Regions from separate parts of the Callithrix jacchus genome. Here region 2 is linked to region 1. Evidence: chromatin contacts called from public Hi-C data. All regions are on one chromosome and are shown on one strand. The core of a region is the stretch at or near the end of the contact, and the rest is flanking DNA. Distances in the headings are between cores, read along the strand shown. Region 1 has its middle 53 kb from the start of CRYBA4. Region 2 holds the start of MN1 (MN1 proto-oncogene, transcriptional regulator).

Region 1 (2,700 bases), core at 9-2,508:
TTAGAGAACTGCCACCTTTACCGACTTGTGATTGCTCTGACTCAGAGCAGCCACCACGTCCAAAATTACTAGCTACGCTTTTTCCTATTAGTCAAGTTCCAAGCCTGTGTTAGCCCCTTCCCAGCCATGCCGACATCCAAGCTGTTAACAGTAACAAGGAACGTTAGACCTGTTGTTAGTCAGAAAGAAATCCACAAGCCATTAGTTTCTGCTGAAAGGAACAGACCAGGAAGGCAGGAGTTAGTCACGGTGAAGGAAAGGTTAATTAAGAGCTGGTCAGACCCAGGCCAGGAGCCTGAAGCCCCCAGACAGGCCAGGTTGGTTGGTAGTGGTCAGCCCCTGGGTCAGCCAGGGTGAGGGAGGGATTAGCTGGGTGAGAGCAAAAGTTAGTGCAAGAGAGCCAGAGATTAGCCCAAAGAGACCAAGGGGCCTACTGGAGGTGAGGCATGAAATCACCCCCAGGTGTGGCCCCGGCTTAGCGGCTGGCGGGCTCTGGGGGAGGCAGGCTGAGACAGGGACGTGGGTGGGAACAGAAAGCCAGGGATGCACTCCTGGCCGGCGTTCGGGAACCCTGTAAGTCCCTGAGGTTCATTTATTGCTCCCCACTTCTAACTCCTGCGAACTCCGAGCCCGGGGTAAAGCTGATTCCCCTCCCCACTCCGCCTTTTCAACAGGACAACTAACGCCCTCTAACTTCTGGGCGTGGGAACAGATCTTTCTCAATGACTTCCGGTCACGGCCCCGGGTCGTGGTCCCACGCCTACTTCCGGTAAGGAAAACCCGCCTCTCTCAGATCGAGACGGGAGAATCCTCTCTAGCTGACTTTCTGTGTGGGAAAGAGCCCTCCACTAACTTACGGTGTCAGAAATGTCCCTCTTCCCGGCCTTCAAATATGGGAAAAATTCCTCCGGCCGACTTCCTGCGTACTAAATACTCCACTCAGGGGTTTTTAGCGTGCGGAAACCCAGCTTCACTTACTTCCGGTGTAAGGCTCCGCTTTCTGACTTCCGATGTGGGACACGCCCCTCTGCCAATTTCCGGTGACGGGCACGCCCCCTCCTGACTTCCTCGTGGGACACGCCACCCTCTTGGCTTCCTGTGTAGGGTAGCTCCTATTCCCGCCACTTAACAATGGAAAAGATCCTTCCCCGGCTTCCTTCCCGAGAAGGATACAAATGCTCAGAGCTCCACACTCTAGTCTAGACCCACAGGCCTCCACACTCACGTCCCAGAGGTTTCCCTGGTCCCACCTACTCCCAGTGGCAACCAGACTTCTGCACAGAGAAGTCATCTCAGAGTCGAGCCTCCCACATCCACAGGACCACCTCCTGCTCTGAGTCTTGTTAATAGGGCCGTCCCCTGCCTTAGACCTGGCCCAATGGACTCTGATCTTATAGCCAATGTGGGGCAGCAAAGTGGGACATCTTTCTATAGGGCCAGTAGACCCAGGTCATCTGCTTGCCAAAAGGAGGGGGACCAGCCCCCAGAGGGGAGCCCAGAGCTCGACAGGGCTGGGGTTAGTAAGAAGAGAAAACAGGGTTAGTAGGGGCTGGGTTAGTAAGTCAGAGCACAGCACCAGCGGACAGGGCACCTCAGCAGACACACACAGGAGTCGCTAGGAGAAAAGGAAGAACGCACACAGGTCCGTTAGTTTTGTTAAGGGATGATGGGGCACCCCAGGGGTTAGACGGGTTAGTAATCGAACAAAAGAGCTGCCTACAGAAAAGAAAGCTGAGACTGAGGAAGAATGTGGGGAAGTGACAGTTAGGGGTTCAAAGCAAGTGTCTGGCCCCAGGCAGAAGGATCTGTGTGCAGAACACCCAGAGAGGCCAGGGCCTAGGCAGCAGGCATGTTCAACCAGGTTTGGGGGGACTCCCTCCACCTTCTTTTTTTTTTTTTTTTTTTTTTAAGTATCTGCCATGTGCCAAGACCCTTATATTCATGGGAATCCCCAATGCAACCTGTGAGATATCAGTACTCCCATTCTATCACTGAGGAAACTGAGGTTGAGAGAAGTAAGGTGACTTACTAAAAGTCACCCAACAAGAAGTGGCAGAGTTGATGAGTCTTATTTGCATTCCCTGTCCTGGAACGAGGGTCTGCACAAAGATCCCAGCCCATAGGCAGAGCCTTCTGGAGCCTTGGCTGCCCCCATATCCCAGCCCCTTGAAAGGCCCATGAGCTGCACGGTTAGTAGGATCTGGCTGCGGGGGGTTAGTAGGGCATGCTCGGGCCTGGTTAGTAGGTTAGTTGGTTGGCAGAAGGCCAGGCACCTCGTCACACGCCACGGCGTCCTGGCCGAGCCCTGGGTTAGTAGGTTAATCACACCATGCAACACTGCCCCAGCCTCTCCAGCTGCAGCTCCAGAGGCCTCCCGTCCCCACCAGCCAGGGAATGGGGCCTGACCATGGCAGGGGGTCTACCTCTAAGCCCCTCATACCCACCAAAATCAATCCCAACCACCTGGCCCCTGCCCAAAATGTTGCTTCCCTATTTACTGGCTGTGGGTCTCAGATTAACCCCTGGAAACATTTCAGTCCCCTGATAATGGACCCTACTTGTCCTGGATAGAAACCCCCTGCCTGGTTCTGGTCAGCCCCTTCCCAGAGGGCTGGATCCTGTTACACTCTGGTATAGACACACACACACCAGCATCTCGCCACAAAAGATCTGACCCTCATGCTCAGTAGACATCTTTTC
Region 2 (2,700 bases), core at 56-2,555, 1.1 Mb before region 1:
ATTTAATAGCGATATCAGGGGCACTTCAAAGAAAGTTCTTTTTTCGCCCTACTCCTAAGAAGGCGAATCTGCTAGCAAAATCGCCTCGTGCTATTTTATGGCAAGGAAAATTAAAGGCCTTCTCCCCCCTCGTCCCCTACACTCTCTTTAGGGAGGAACACACACACAGACACACACGCACGCGCGCGCACACGCACACAGGCGCACAGAATAAACACCTCCTCTATCCTCCATCACCTCTAACTTCCAACTTCTAATTGCAAGATAGATTTCAGCCTCGGTGGGGATCAGGAAGATCTAAACATTTTAACTAAGATTATTGGGATAAATATTTCATAAAGAGCAGGGCAGATATTAAATTACTCCTATTGATTTTAGTATCGCAGACCAATTCCGTTCCTCGGCCTCTTCAGTTTAATTGATCTCTTAAGGAGGCCGACCTCGCACCCGCAGAGGGCCTGGGCCTTGGACCAGGTGGCCCAGGGGGCAAGGTGTGCAGGCCAGCGGTTGCCCCCTCTTCGCGCGTGTCTTCTCGGGGGTTCCCAGCCGCCTCGCTAGTCGCTCCGCTTACTGAGCTCAACCGATGTGCTCCCTCATAAAGTGTCTGAGTGACCAGGGCTCCTTGGAGCCCCTACGCCGGCGGGTGAGAACCGGGAACCCCAGGCAGTGGGGATGGGGAACACTCGTGAGCGCCGTAGTGACGGAGGAGTGAGCAGGCGCCCAGGTCTGTCGAGGAGAACCCTAACTTCGGGGTTTCCCGTCTGCTTTACCCTCCAAGAAAATCCCGGGGCCGGCTAACTTGGGCGCCGCTAGTGGAGAACCGAGGAGCTTTGGTCCCGGAGCTGGAGCGCACTTTCCGTGTCGAGTCCAGGGGTTTTGCGACTTTCCGTGGCGAGTCCAGGGGCTTTGCCTGGCGACCTCATTGTCTGAACGCCCCGTACCGCTCACCGCCCACCTCCCCGCCCCCTGCCCACCCGGCGGGTCTCGCTCCAGTTGGGGGTGGGGAGTTGGGAACAGTGTGAATGGGAAGGGGGTGAACAAAGCCAAGCTCCCGCCATTCTCCGTCGCCTGCACCTTCTCCAGCTCGCTGCGCCCGGAGGCCAGGGCGCGCCCCCAGCGCACTGACGCCGGACCCCGAGGCGAGGCGGGCGCGGGGGACCCCAGAGTCGGGGTAGTGCGGGTTCGTGGCTGGGGCCTTGGCAGCCAGGACCCCGGACCACCTTAAGAGCGAGCCCCGCCCCGGGCCCTGAGCTTGGGCGGCGCTGATTGGCGCAAATGTAATGGCTGAAATTGATTGCTGAAATGCAAAACTTGTTGCTGCTTCTCCCGGCGCTGGGCGAGAGGCAGACACAGAGAGGGGAGCCGAGACCCTCGGAACGCCCCACGCAGAGCACCCCCGCTAGTCGGGAGAGGAGAGCGCAGACCCCCCAGAGCTGCCCCCGCCCCCCCGATTCCAGGCTCGGAGAGCGCAGCCGGAACGCCTGGGCTCGCTCGCCTGGCGTGGCCCCCCGACCCGCGTCCGCCCCTCCCTCGGGTCCGAGAGGGACTCGCGAAGCACCTCGGCGCGGAGGCAGAGAACCGGAGCCTCGGAGCAACCCAACCCTTCGCCTTGCTGCCCTCCCGCGCCTGCAACCGTGCGCCGACACTCCAGCGAACTCAGACACCCAACGGCGGAGGACAGAAGCGGCAGGCGGCGGACGTGGCCGCGAAGCTGCGCGCCGGACGCAACGCACCCGCTGTCGAGCAGAGGAGCCGCGCCTTTCCCCCGACCCTCTGCTCCGACCCCCGCCGCCCGCCGCCCGTCGCCTCCCAGACCCTCTGCAACCTCGGCTCGGGGGCCGGCACCGGCGATGCCGAGCGGAGCCTCCAGTCCTCCGACCCGCTGAAGAAGCAGCAGCCGCTCGCCCGGAGCCTACGGGGACTGTGCGAGCGGATCGTGCTCGGTGGAGGCTCCGGCTGCGGGGCGCGGGGACTCCGGGGGGCGGGGGGAGGGACCGCTCTGTCGGTGCCCGGCGCTAGCCGCGGCTTTGAAGGGTCTCCCTCCCCTGCCCTTAGCAGCTCTGCCACGGACTCCGGGAGGCTGCGGGCGGCGTCCTGGGGCTCCCCAACAGACCCAGTCGGACTTGAGAAGGTGATCGCTCTGCTCTCCCATCCCCCTTCCTTCCCCTTTCCCCCCACTTAACTTTTTGTCTCTGTTCATCCGCGGCTTCGTCACCTCCCCGCAGACCTACCCGCGGCTGTGACAACCGCCCGGGGCATGGGACCCCCAACACGGCTCCTAGAGGCCGCGCGGCCTCGTAAGATGTGAGAGGCCCTCCCCGGGCAGAGCCCGAGCTTCGGGAGAGGAGCTGATCCACCCCCCCCACCCCCAAGTCCCTCATATCAGGCGAGGTGGAGGTGCACGTTGAGCCCCCGCGGTGCTGAGCGTCGCGGAGCGCCCAATCCTGGGCTGGAACGAGTAGCTGGCCGGAGGCGCACCGCGGAGAGCAGGCTGTCATGCCCTATTGATCCCCTCTGCCCCCCGCCAAGTATGTTTGGGCTGGACCAATTCGAGCCCCAGATCAACAGCAGGAACGCTGGCCAGGGCGAAAGGAACTTTAACGAGACCGGACTGACCATGAACACCCACTTTAAGGCCCCGGCTTTCCACACGGGGGGGCCCCCTGGCCCTGTGGATCCTGCCTTGAGCGCGCTGGGCGA

What was found. Hi-C and Micro-C count contacts between places; a contact is called where the count stands out from the background.
Region 2: a contact with region 1 is called in a Hi-C map of skeletal muscle, with 4 times the contacts expected there. The contact joins the promoter of MN1 here to the enhancer-like site in region 1. A contact is called at or near these places in 2 of 3 Hi-C or Micro-C datasets (both in skeletal muscle).

Annotation. Positions count from the first base shown.
Region 1 is chr1:197,405,764-197,408,463 of calJac240_pri, reverse strand. No RefSeq gene overlaps it. Among named protein-coding and RNA genes, the nearest start is that of CRYBA4, 53 kb to the right of the region's middle. Within about 2 kb of position 1,258, at least 14 of the 16 cell types and tissues checked have an H3K27ac peak or open chromatin away from gene starts, as enhancers often do. A contact at or near this core is called in skeletal muscle, where this site is marked.
Region 2 is chr1:198,492,920-198,495,619 of calJac240_pri, reverse strand. It overlaps MN1 (MN1 proto-oncogene, transcriptional regulator), which reads left to right and starts at 1,305. Exons shown (of 4, transcript XR_013522043.1): 1 at 1,305-2,700.